Linked DNA regions of Bombyx mori: region 2 is linked to region 1. Evidence: chromatin contacts called from public Hi-C data. All regions are on one chromosome and are shown on one strand. The core of a region is the stretch at or near the end of the contact, and the rest is flanking DNA. Distances in the headings are between cores, read along the strand shown.

Region 1 (7,167 bases), core at 3,352-5,851:
ACCACGATGACACACTGAAATAAGGATATTCGCAGAAAATATCAATGAAATGGCACATTATTTATTAAAATATTATTATTAATTTAGGCAGCGGCTTGGCTCTGCCCCTGGCTTTGCTGACGTCCATGGGCGACGTCACTCACTATCAGGTGGGCCGTATTCTCATCTTCCTACAAAGGCAATATACAAAGACTCAAGTTCGCATTTTTCCTGTGATACTTCGTAAACATACACATAGCCGAAAATAAGGAGTACACGTTGACTCCTAAATTAAGACTTCTAAGTAGTTTTTGAAGATGCCAGTCTCAGTAGAAGCTGTGGATATTTCAGTCTGCCTCAAAATAAATGACTGAAACCAATAATGTGTTCAAATTCGTTTCTAAATCTTTCATCAGGAGGCGGTGGAATTTGCTAGCAGCAGCCTGAGAGCTCCCGAAGGACATCTAACGGGAAAAGCGACCTGTTGAGAAGATCAGGCGAGAGTACCTATTTTTAAGGGTCATGAAATTACACGGGCCTAGCAAAATTTTCCACTAATATTGTATATTTATCCACGTAATTGAAGTCGTCTCAACTACACTTGTCAGTTATCGTCTGTTAAATAATTGGTGAGGCCTATGTTCATCAGTGGACTCCTATATGCTGATGATGATGACGATTAAGTAATACCAAAGTTCGCCTGTAATTAAAAACGGGGAAAAGTAAATGACGTGGATTCTTGCGAAAGTATTGACTAATCATTTCCACTGGGTGTTAATAAATAAAATATCGTATTCTCGCATTAAAAGTGTACAATTTCCAAAAATATTCGAAATTGAGTTAATATACCGAATAATTTGGTATCACTAATATTTGTCACATAAACTGCCAAAAGAGCATAGTTTAGTTATAGTTATTTTTTTAGTGTAGTTTAATTTTAACTACTATTAACAAAATTAATACATAATATATTTAATCTAAATGCACGGTGGCCGGCAAGAAGTGGATGAGGAGAGCCGCAGACCGGGCTCAGTGGTGTAGATTGGGAGAGGCCTATGTCCAGCAGTGGACGACTGTGGGCTGTTGATGATGATGATGATGATATTTAATCTTACTTTAAAAGACAAATAATGTAACTGGTAAAAAATAAAAAATAAATATTGCAAAGATGATTAATATTAAAAATATCACATGTTAAGCCTTTAAAACCACTCTCCTGTAAAATTTGTAGGTTTTGAGATTATACAGTTTTAATGCGAGAAGACGATATATCGTCCTCTACTTTGACCTATGAGGTCAATAAAGCAGCAGTGTATTGCTCTGGGTGGCGTTCACAGTCCATCTGGTGCTCTGATTACCAGACCCCATAAAAGTGGATTACGTATAGGGATATCTGACTCTGAAAACTAGAATATATTGCGGCTTGCTAATACAACACTAATGAAAATACAGTCAAACCTGGATAAGCGAGAGTTAAAGGGAGCACAATTTCATTCTCGCTTATAGAGGTTTCTCACTAACCCGAGTTTCTCGCTAATGCTCCCTCTGAATTTCATTTCGCGATTTTCCGGATTCAAACGCATTCACTATTTTAAGTTTATCACTTCATGACCGTACTTTAATTTTCCGTTTTTTACTTACTCTCACTTATAGAGTTTTCTCAATTATCCAGTTCTCACTTACCCAGATTTGCCTGTACTCTTAATTTTTTTTTTATTGCTTAGATGGGTGGACGAGCTCACAGCCCACCTGGTGTTAAGTGGTTACAGGAGCCCATAGACATCCACAACGTAAATGCGCCACCCACCTTGAGATTCAAGTTCTAAGGTCTCAGGTATAGTTACAACGGCTACCCCACCTTTCAAACCGAAACGCATTACTGCTTCACGGTAGAAATAGGAAATTTTAGTTACAGAGGAAAATTGTTACAAAAAATTATGATAAATTATGTGTTATCCAACGAATTAGAATTTTATTTTTAACTAGCTTTCCGCTCTTAGGTTCGGTCGGGTGGACTTTGAAGACCTGTGCCTAGCTGTGAGATTAAAGGTAGCCTAGGGGTCTTTTCCAGGGTTCAAACTGCCTTCTTCATCAAAACCGGTTCAGTTGTGGAACATGAAAATGTTGTTACATATGTTGACATACATATTTCATTTCGTTTCATAGTTCATTTCGTGTTTATAATATTTATTTATTTACTAGCTGACCCGGCAGACTTCGTATTGCCTCAATCGATAAATAAAAGACCTAAGCTTTTGTATAAAATAAACTTAAAACAAACAAAAGGAATCCGTCCGACGGGGGACACATCAAAGGAGAAACAAATTTGTTATTTTTATTTCATTCCAAGCTTTTGATATTTATCTATCTTTTAAACCTTCTCTGAACTTCCACAAATAATTCAAGACCAAAATTAGCCAAATCAGTCCAGCCGTTCTCGAGTTTTAGCGAGACTAACGAACAGCAATTCATTTTTATATATATAGATTTAAAAAAAGTACTGTTACGTCACAAACATTTAACATTGAAAATACTTAAACTATTTAATTTATGGCCTGATGCATGTGACAATAATAGCGTACATAGCATTGGCAATTCATCGGCACGAAGATGGAATACAATAATAAAAAAAGAAAAGAATACCTAATGAAAACATACTTTGAAATTCAAATTTAACAAGGTATACTGTAATCATTGTTGAAATATTAATATGCATGTCTAATAAATGTCATGTCATATCGAAAAGAAAAGAAGAAATGTCAATATAATGTCGGTAGGCAGCGGCTTGGCTCTGCCCCTGGCATTGCTGAAGTCCATGGGCGACGGTAACCACTCACCATCAGGTGGGCCGTATGCTCGTCTGCCTACAAGGGCAATAAAAAAAAAATAGTATCAAGTAACAACAAGTCAGTTATAAAACAATTTACAGCACGGTTTCAGACGTGGTCGCTCAATAGTCACTAACTTGGTCACTTACATTTCCAATTTCCAATGTATCAAATGAAGTTGACTCAGGCAGGCAGGTTGACGCCATCTACACCGACTTTAGCAGTGCTTTTGATCGAGTTAACCACTAATTCTTTTGAGGAAATTATATGGATTCGGTGTAGATGGCCCACTTTTGAAATGGTTCGAGTCTTACTTGCAAGCAACAGAGACCTCAGTCGGTGTCTGTAAATGGATTTAACTCGATAACTTATTTTACAAATACCGGTGTGCCTCAGAGATCGCATTTGGGACCCCTTGTTTTCATCTTATACCTTTAAACGAGCAATTCTTGTATATTAACATATAATTATATAATCTGAATCTCGGAAACGGCTCCAACGATTTTCATAAAATTTAGTATACAGGGGATTTCGGGGGCGATAAATCGATCCAGGTACGATTTATTTTCAGAAAATGTTGTTTTATTCGTGTTTTCAATAGTCAACTCTTCCCGACATCTATTGGCGAATAATAATATTAATTTTCTTAATTGAGGGCAACTAACCGCTTTAAAGAAACAACAAGAGGGCGTTATAAAAAAAAAATCATCGTCTAGTAATCTTTATTAACGACATAGTCGATAAAGTAAGTCACTGTAAGGTGTCAGCCGATGATCTCCAGATATACAAAACCATAGTTTCTGTTGTCGACTCTCGCCAATTGCAAAGTGACCTAGATGCGATCCTACAATTTTATTTTTTCCTACCTATGCTGATAGCCTTGAGAGGCTATTTCAGCTTACCCTAGCGTGTGTAGGTGAGCTCACGGGGCTCAAACCGGAGAGTTGCTGACATTGACCCTAGCAAGAGCAGTGCTTCGCAGAATCTACCACCGGGTCGGAAACGCTACCCACTGAGAAGATCCGGCGAGAAACTCAGTGGGCTGTGTCTGTGGGTTAATTCGCTCGTCGAGCCCTTCGTCGCAAGCGACGGGTTCGACGAGGACGGTGACTGGTGCTTGAAGTACCTAGAAGCACCGTTAGTGGATCCGAGATGACGTGTTAAGGGCGACGTCGACTGCTTTCCATTCTGTCCGCAGGATCGGGAATGCTACAGCGTAAATGCGCCACCCACCTTCAGGTATAAGTTCTAAGGTCTCAAGTATAGTTACAACCGCTGCCCCCACTCTTCAAACCAAAACGCATAGCTGCTTCATGGCAGAAATAGGCAGGGTGGTGGTACCTACCCGTGCGGACTCACAAGAGGTCCTACCACCAGTAATTACGAAAATTATAATTTTGCGGGCTTCATTTTTATTACACCATGTTATTCCTTCACCGTGGAAGTTAATCGTGAACTTTTGCCGAGTACGTATTTCATTAGAAAAAATAGTACCCGCCTGAGATTCGAACACCGGTACATCGCTCAACACGAATGCACCGGACGTCTTATCCTTTAGGCCACGACGACTTCAAATTTTCTTCAATTCAATTTTAACCCGCGTAGTTGAAGCTAATTTTGTTCAAAACAAAATGTTTCACTGTTAAAGAACAAATAATTAAATCGCTATATATATATAAGATCTTCTTTGTTTGTAAAATCGTATATAACGGTAAAAAAAAAACTGTGTAGATTATTTTAAATCTGCAATATTCGCTACTTGCAAAAAAATTTATGTTATCTCTCGCCATGTTTAGTCAGCTTAGTCTGTGGAACGCGATTGCTGTGGGCGCACGCTATCCGAACATCATACTTTGAACGCGCGAAATATATTTTGGTGAAAACGTGTCTGTTCAGTAATTGAGCATTATTCACATAATAATTTAGTCGTATTATGTTGGTTACATGTGTTTCGTGTTAAAAAAAAAGTTGTTTCATTGTGGATTTTAATTAATCGGACGTAAGTTATTTAATTTGTATTCACGTTACGATATTTTCTTTCATTCCATTTTTCTTTCGATCGAAGAAAAAAATCTTTCTAAATTCTCATGTAGTTAGATGTACTTTAAAGATTGCATGGATTCGCAACGAAATAAAGAATAAATTTAATTTAGTTGGCTTTGTTTACATATAATTGTTTGAATAAAATGATTTAGCACTTTTTTTTTTTGGATGGTTTGAAGTAATTAAATCTTCCATCTTGCGTGTCGAAGCGTGGTCGTGATTCTAGTAGTATAATAGTAATTTTAGTTATTACTTTTTTATTTGTGACATTTTAGTTTATTCCTTCGGGCTTCTTGTATTTATTTTAGTCGAGCTGTTGAGTAGCTGATTTAGCATTGCCACTATGAATGTTAGCACGAGTAACTTAAGCAATATACTTTTTAATTTTAACAATTATTAATTGATTAAGTAATTGATGGATTACATTGGCGGACGAGAATGTCTCACCGTCGCGATAAAAAGTTAGTCTTTAGTCGCCAATAAGTTCTTCAACGCTTACCATTGAATTAATTCGCTTCGGTTATCTATATTATTGTGGGAATACGGCGTTTTAATTTGATATATTTAATTTTCGACAAGGAAAAATTATCAGTAAAGTCATAGAAGATTATTACTAAAATACTATTTATAAGATCGAATGTGATTATTAACAATTAGAGTCGCCTTAAATGAGTATACTATTTAAAGAAAAATACACAGTGCGCTAGTAAGTACCTATCGGAATGGAGTTTTATAACTGGAACGTCTTAAAACTATATCCATTTGATGTAATCCTTAACAGAGACTTCACACCGTACATATCGTCATCCACCCAGAGCCATTATCATCAGCCCATAGTCATCCACCGCTGGATACATACTTCTACCGATTTTTTATCACTGGGCTCGGTCTTTGACTCTCCTCATTCATTTCTGGCTGGTCACTCTTCGCACCAACTAGCCGGAGGCGCCCCAACTTATATTTTCCGGTGCGCGGTCTCCACTAAAGGACCAGTCTGCTCTAGCGATCATGTGACACGTTGAAGTCTTAATTGTACTGTATATAAATATTATAAATGAGGAAGTTTGTATGTTTGATTGTTTGTTACACAATCACGCGTTAATTTATTAACGGATTTAGATGAAATTTCGCACAAAGATAGTTTTTAATAGAGATTAACTTATAGGATAATTTTAAGGTAATCGTAAATGACGTGTCCCGGGCATCGCCGGGCTTATTTGTTAGAATAAAAACAACAGTACGTTAAATGGTTCGTAATTTTACGTACCAACGGCTTTAAGAATCGACTGGTTGTGTATAGATTTGAGACTGATACTGGTGGTAGGACCTCTTGTGAGTCCGCGCGGGTAGGTACCACCGCACTGCCTATTTCTGCCGTGAAGCAGTAATGCGTTTCGGTTTGAAGGGTGGGGCAGCCGTTGTAACTATACTGAGATTTTAGAACTTATATCTCAAGGTGGGTGGCGCATTTACGTTGTAGATGTCCATGGGCTCCAGTAACCACTTACCACCAGGTGGGCTGTGAGTTCGTCCACCCATCTACGCGATAAAAAAAAGCAACTTAAATTCGAAAAATTACAATGTGTCTAATTACATTATTGTTCGTTAATTTAGAACGAGTAAACCCATAAGGCGCGCCTAGTTTTGTTATTGTATGACACTATCTTTATAAATTGCACATAAGTGATAATGCTACTAGCAGATTTTGCATCAAAGATATAAATTATGCATAACATTCTTTGTGTCTGTGATGGTCTAGCACGAACATAAATTAATATCTTAAGCATAATAATATACGGAGCGAGATATCTACAGGCTTTCATCTTGTAATAAATATGGGAAATACATGCGAGTGGTTTTCGAGGAAGAAGAATGAAGGTTATGAACATGAAACAAAAGATCTTTAAAGGCGTAGTTTCGCCCGTATATTTTTTACCATCACTAGGTACATAGTATAAAACAAAGTCACTTTCTCTGTCCCTATATATGCTTAAATCTTTAAAAATACGCAACGGATTTTGATGCGGTTTTTTTTAGTAGATACGAGTAATTGAAGAGGAAGGTTTATGTGTATAATAACATTCATTAAATAGTGGAAAAATCAATAATAAATTACAGTTTCCGAATCGAACCGAGGGCGGGTCGCTAGTCCTTAGTAAAACAGATAAACACATATGACGTAAATGACACTGTATGCATTGCGACTTGTTGAATTGCTTCAGGTTCGCTGATATGCCATAGGAATTCATATTCGTCCGTATATATCGCGCTCTGACTAAGTAAACAGCCACACACAAAGACAACACGGAACCGATAA
Region 2 (7,167 bases), core at 2,707-5,206, 35 kb after region 1:
CACTGCAAAGAAGATCCATTCGTCGTAGTGCCGTAATTCCAAGGAGTTTCCCTGAAAACTTTCGATAGTATTTTATCCCGGATTCTTGGGATCGACGTTACGGGCGATTTTCAATATCGAAGTCATTTGGAGGGAAAATCAAATTGGCTTCAAAAAAAATCCTGGGAGTCCTCAACATATCGAAGCGGTACTTTTAGTCTGGACAAATAACTTTGCTTAACAGTTCACAAGTCCGGCCTCGCGTGAAGTATTGCCCTCATCTTTAGACTGGGACACCCAAATATCAGATACTAGGTTTGAAATAAAAAATGCAATGAAATAACAGATTTATAGAAAATCCGAAATTTTAATCACTTAACATGTCTAACATATTCGAGTTGATTCCGAGACCATTTACTAGAAATCGTCACTGCCAGAGAGCATTGATAATATTAGTGTGAAATCATTCTTTAATGTAAAAAGAGATTATTACTTTAATTCGTACTTTCTTATTATTAGTTATGCGATTCTCTTCTTTCTTTTGAATTCTATCACTTTTGAACACAGTAGCATCCCGTGTTTTTTTGGTTACCAATCAATATGTCATCGCCTCACACCAAACACACACGTGAGAATAACAAATTCCAAAGTTATCAAAGAAAAAAAGAAAACTCTTCATTTCCGTCATAATGCGAATTTCCTAATTCATATTTTATTATTGTATAAATATTTCAGATGATCGATTTATATCAACGAATCGTATTTATTGTTCTCATTTGGACGATTGCGTCGACCGCTAAAACAACATGCCCTATTGGATTCCAATTCGCAGAATACAAGTCAGGCAACCGCGGACTGTGTTACCGCATCAAGGGCCCAGAAAGATTCTCTGATATATACAAAAACTGCACCGGGAATCTATACACAGTCGAACGCTATAACAATTTAAAAATACCAGAGCACGAATATGCTTTGTGGACGCAGTACAAAAACGCATATCCTGGGGGGCGATTCGTGGACTGGTCTTATACAGAGACAACTGGAAGACTGCTACGTGAGAAAGTTCAACAAAATGAATCACTACTGAACCAGGATCTGTGCGTGGTGATAGACTCAATCACCAGTTTCACGGCAGTCAGTTGTGAAGCAATGCATCACAGGTATTGCTTGGTTTATCCCTATGAAGACGAAAAGGCTTTAAAGAGTCAACCTTGTGCGGGTTTCGATAATGGCTATAGATTCTATAGTCCGATGCCTACGTGTTTGGCGGAGGTACCGGCTGTAGGTGAAGCAGCTGTCAGAGCAACATGGAAACAAGCTAAAAACATATGCGAGAAACGGGGAGGATACCTTTTGAACTTTGGATGGATGTATTCCAACTTCAGGAGCTTTTCGCACTCGGCCTATCCTTTGGGTTTCGCTTTTAATTCTGAACTTACGGAGCTCAAGTTACACCTCAATAACGGGACTATTTTGGTAAGTTATTTTCGGATATAAAAATGGATATACGTATTATATTATAATAATGTACTTAAATCCAATTTTAATTGAGACGATTGCAGGGTCCAATGAAAATTAGCTTTTCTTCGAATAAAGCAAAGCATTTTACAATGGTTGCCGGATTTTTCCTGGCTAATTAATACAACACTCCCGATGATGTAAAAAAACAGAAAAACCAGCCATAATAATACGTGAATGGTTTCATGAAACCTTTTAGAGATTTAAAACAATAGTTTTCAATTGGTCATTGAGGCCAAAATTAAATGGCAAATTTCAAAAACAGCGTCATTGTATAAATTTAGACTTTTTGGCTAAAATTAATACTCCGCAGATTTGCTGTCTTTCAATTCAGGTATTCAAATAACATTTTCAGATACCAAGATCGGAATGGAAATTTTCAGAATTGCCTCAAACCAATAAAACTCGTTTAAGTGCTGTGGGGAATAATATGTGGTTCTCCGTGAACAGTTCATTTGTGTTCTATGCCGTGATATGTGAGGTATCCGTACCAGTGAAGGATGTTGTATTGAATCTTACAATCGATTCGTAAGTATTTTTTTTCATATCATCTGATGAGGTTCCCCCCTAAAAGTTGTCTGCCCCGTTATTAGTGAGATATTAGCCTTTTTGAAATATCCGCATTAGTTATCCACTCAAAAGTATCAATGTCCCATCTTCAATTTTTAATTGAAGTAGGGCAACAACCTTGTACTGATGTGCCAATTGAAACCTTATAGCACTACCAAACAGGGTCGAGTGTGGACGACAAGTGGTCAGTAGTAAAAGGTCAGAGGTTGTCAAAAGAAGCAATGTTGCGACCTTTTAATTTATCTGTAGGAGCCTTATACTGCGTCTGTAGTAGCTTTTCCAAATGTTCTATTTTTCATATCCACCCTGCTCCTGTTTCTTCTTTGCACGTAATTTTTCAGCAGACGGACTAAGCTACAATCCTGCCTGTATTTGCAACAAAGCAGCATTTCGGGGCAGGTGCATGGTGTATAGTATATAACTTTCGACCACATGCTTTAAGGCATGTTTTCGTATCCGATGTCTGTGATATCAGGTCACTGATAAGATCTGATTTTGTAAAATAGTATTATAAAAAAATATATGAAAAATCTAGCCAATTGTCACATTATATCGACACTGAGAACCAAGACTGAACCTTTAACTGCATTGGAATCATAATGCTATTATTTTTGGGAACTTGTAACTAGTCGTAAATTAGAATTGGTTATCTTACATTCAAGCTATCTGTAACAACAGTTACTGTGAAGTGAAATAAATGTGTACCAACATACGTCAATTATCATTCATTCATTTTTCAGCGATGACAGACTCATTTTAAACGTAAGCGAGCCAGTACCGAGAAGGTATTTGAAGTGCTTCACCGACTCAGTGAAGTACTACCCCACTCCAGTGGACTTGGACCACGACGAAGAAAACACTTACGTGGTTCAGGAAAAGAAGAACGGTTACTATTGGTGTATTCACACGGATTCCAAGAGCTACACGATCTCGCAATCCAATAAGGTTTTGCACATACCAAAGAAGAACTCCTTGGACCACGTGTACGCCGTCAAACTTCATCTACAGTCTTATACAGATCCTGAAAAAATTTACAAGGCACTAGAAAAGCTGGAAGAGTACATATACTTATCGACCAAGTATTTTAATGTTCATGGGAACGATGCGGCAACGGAGGATCAACTGAGGAGTTTTGAATTGACAACACCTTCGGTCGGTGTAAGAGAAGTGCTGTCCAACGCTAGGCTAAAGAAGTGGTTCGTTGGTGGTAGAGCGTTGTTGGTTCACTTCGAACTCGATTCCAGCATGAGACCCGTCCGCCCTGGGACCTGGAAAGGGCTTGAATTAGTTTTTATGAAGCCCGTGTACTACTGCCCTGACGAGAGCTTGGAAAGCGGCGAAGCGAAGCACTTAGGTAAGTGTTACGGTCTATTTAAAAAATTATCATACTTGCATATGACGACTGGTGAGATTTAAACTTGTGGTAGGACCTTTTGTGAGTCCACACGAGTAGGTACTACCGCTGTATTTCTGCCGTGAAGCTATAATGCGTTCCGGCTTAAAGGGTGGGGCAGCCGTTGTATTAATAAGACCTTAGAACTCATATCTCAAGGAGGTTAATGGCATTTAAGTTGTAGATGTTTATGGGGTCACCTGACCACTTAACACCAGGTTTGCTGTGAGCTCGTTCACCTTGAGATATGAGTTCTAAGGTCTCAGTATAGCTACAACGGGTTGCCCAACCTTTAAATCTAAACGCATTACCGCTTCACGGCAGAAATAGGCAGGGTGGTGGTGCCTACGCGCGAGGACTCACTGGAGGTCCTACCACTAGTAAAATACTCGTATATCTCTCGTATATATGATTCTATGTTATTAGCAGTTCTGTAATACTCGAGTTCATATCTCGAGTGTGAATCATTCAAGTTGCAATTAACACAGCTGACCTCTGAGCTTGTTATTGGACGTGTAGACGAAAAGAGTTTGTCATAAGTTGTTGTTTCCATCAAGAGCAGGTGAATTACGGCATATTTACTGATAAGCGGCTACTGTTGCTTATGGACATCAAGCCCCAACGTTACCGAAGGCTTATTTATTTATTTATTGATTAGATGGGTGAACGAGCTCTCGCCCTCTTGGTGTTAAGTGGTTAACAGAGTCCATAGACATGTACAACGTAAATGCCGCCTTCTCCTTGAGATATTAATTCTAAGGTCTCCGTTTTTAGAGTACAACAGTGGTATTTACCCGTGCGGTCTCACAAGACGTTCTACCACCAGTAACCAAATTATAATTTTATGTCTTATCTATAGAAATATTTATGGTTCTTGGTAATTGGTATTCTTGGTAGTTGAAATTAACTCTGCTCTTATGACGGATGATGCGAGGGTAAAATTGAGATGACGGCTTCTCTCTAGTAATGATTCAGGGCACTGCACACTAAAAAACGGATAGGATTATCTTTGAAAGTGGAGCTGAGGGTTGTGTTGTTCTGCTGTGAATATGGTACCGTGAGTCTGGTTTGGTGATGGGTTTATGAACTGGATATTGGAACCGTACGGGCCAGCGCGCACATCATATTGCATACCGATGCATTTTACATCAAAGCCATTCATTTCCCACTCAGTTCGTGTACCGCCATCAGCAAGGCGTCGCAAACTCACATAATGTCATTTTTATCATATAAAAAATCACCAATCAGTGTAAGCATATCAATAAACAATTACTCAATATTGGAATTGTTATCATTATCACAACAGAGGGTTGCGTGAACAAACCGTACATCCCTTTTTTGGTTCTTCGAGCCGGATGTCCGCGTTGGCCCATACAAGAACCTTAGAATATTCTTGAAGAACGAAGAGGAATTCTATACAGTAGGTTACGGCTTGGCTGTAACCTTGACATAACTCATATCCACGAACGACAAAGACCTCTCATCATCAACTGGGCTATATGCTTTCGAAGACAAAGCTATATAATAATGACATTTGTAAATGGTTTGTTGATCAAAATCGACTAAAAATAGTTCGAGTTTACGACCTATATAGATGTTGGCTAGGTGCAAAAGTTGATAATGTGCTAACAGATTCGTGACTGTAGTTACATTATAATTGTCATTATTAATGTCAATGACAAATGTAATTTTAATTTGCAACAACAACAATAACTCGGTTAATTGTTCCAAGACGTCGTTCTGTATAAGGATAATGCTTTTTTTTACTGTTTCTATTGGCAGATGAGTTCTCGCTGCTTGAGGCATGAGGTCGGAGTCTCAATTGTGTAGGACAGCGGTGGATTTAGTTTTCAAACACGTCATTTCTTTGTAGTCCAAATAGACATTATGACCAATCCGTATAGTCTTACGCACTACTATGAGAAATTTAGAAATAAATAAATTATTAACGAGAAATCGCACACGGTCACGTGATCTTAAACTAGGATTCTCTGTATTTTGGGATCTTCTATAAATTATATATGTATGTATGTATGTTTTAATATATAACAAATATAAAATTTAGATATTCAATTGCCCGACAAAGAACGGTGGTCACATGAATGTGGAAATTGGAATCGAACCCACGACTATCGGTCGAGCAGAACGTTTCGTTTTGTCGTCGTGCCCTAAGGGATAAGACGTCCAGTGCATTCGAATTGAGCGATGCACCGTTGTTCGAATCTCGCTGGCGGGTACCAATTTTTCTAATGAAATACGTACTCAACAAATGCTCACGATTGACTTCCACGGTGAAGGAATAATAACATCGTGTAATAAAAATCAAACCCGCAAAATTATAATTTGCGTAATTACTGGTGGTAGGACCTCTTGTGAATCCGCGCGGGTAGGTACCACCATCCTGCCTATTTCTGCCGTGAAGCAGTTAATGCGTTTAGGTTTGAAGGGTGGGGCAGCCGTTGTAACGAACTATACCGAGACTTTAGAACTCATATCTCAAGGGGGGTGGCGGCATAGATGGCTATGGGCTCCACTTAACACCAAGTGGGCCGTGAGCTAGTCCATTCATCAATGCAATATTTTTTTTATTTTTATTGCATATTAGCTGTGCCCGTCCGCTTCGCTGGGAATTTAAAGTTAACGTTATTATTTCTCACCCTCACTAAGATTCTCATAATTAACGCCCCCGCAACTGATGTAGGAAGTCCAACACTCATATAAACATTAGCCTATCCATTAAGCACATGTATTTTCTACATGAATACCAAGTTTCAAGTCAATCGGATGCATGGTTCAGTAGTTATAACGGAACATCCGTAAAAACCACTTATTTATATATTAGTATAGATTATTGCATCTATCACCACTATTGGTTCTAGGTGAATCGATATCGAACACAAGATGTCAGACGAGGAAATGCGTGGGAGATTACAACGAGGGCGTGCAGTGGCTTCTGACCACGACCAGCGACTGCGAGATGAGGCTCCCGGTGACCCTGTCCAACGCGCTCAAGGTCAAAGAGGTCACGCAGCTGATGCCGACCGTTGCGAACTTACTACCCGACCACACGGTACTACCTTGTTCTTGTATACCTGTTCCTCAGTATTATTCCTCAGTATTATTCCTCAGTATTTAATGCAGCAATGCGTTTCGGTCTGAAGGGTTTACAGGTGGTAGGACCTCTTGTGAGTCCGCGCGGGTAGGTACCACCGCCCTGCTTATTTCTGCCGTGAAGCAGTAACGCGTTTCGGTTTGAAGGGTGGGGCAGCCGTCGTAACTATACTTGAGACCTTAGAACTTATATCTCAAGGTGGGTGGCGCATTTACGTTGTAGATGTATATGGGCTCCAGTAATCACTAAGACACGATCATCTCCTCTCCGCTTGGCGTGCGACATTTTTAATTGTTATCAATTCATTATTTAATAAAACACTTAACTAATTTTAGTTTGGGGTTCTGGATACGGAATCCACGACTCCCGCCGAGGGATACACACAGACGACAACCGAAACACAAACCGCTGTAAGTACTTTTTGAAAAACAGCAATGTAATGTAAATTATCGAAAATGATTTTGCGTTTACATTGCGCTTCCGCTCTGCAATATAGCTCCGTTTTTTTAATACGCTTTTATTAAGCTTCAGACGTAGTTATGTATGTAACGGAATCATTGAACATGATTTTGACCCCCTTCAAAACTTCGGATTC

What was found. Hi-C and Micro-C count contacts between places; a contact is called where the count stands out from the background.
Region 2: a contact with region 1 is called in a Hi-C map of midgut, with 2.1 times the contacts expected there. The contact joins the enhancer-like site here to the promoter of LOC101737422 in region 1. A contact is called at or near these places in 2 of 7 Hi-C or Micro-C datasets (midgut and whole pupa).

What each region holds. Positions count from the first base shown.
Region 1 is chr10:16,285,583-16,292,749 of ASM3026992v2, forward strand. LOC101737422 (adhesion G-protein coupled receptor G2) reads left to right here and starts at 4,602. Exons shown (of 13, transcript XR_009974120.1): 1 at 4,602-4,806.
Region 2 is chr10:16,320,820-16,327,986 of ASM3026992v2, forward strand. It overlaps LOC101737422 (adhesion G-protein coupled receptor G2), which reads left to right. Exons shown (of 13, transcript XR_009974120.1): 3 at 715-1,455; 4 at 1,853-2,025; 5 at 2,808-3,421; 6 at 6,340-6,530; 7 at 6,908-6,982. Among protein-coding and RNA genes, the nearest start is that of LOC119631019, 17 kb to the right of the region's middle. Within about 2 kb of position 3,957, at least 1 of the 8 cell types and tissues checked has open chromatin away from gene starts, as enhancers often do.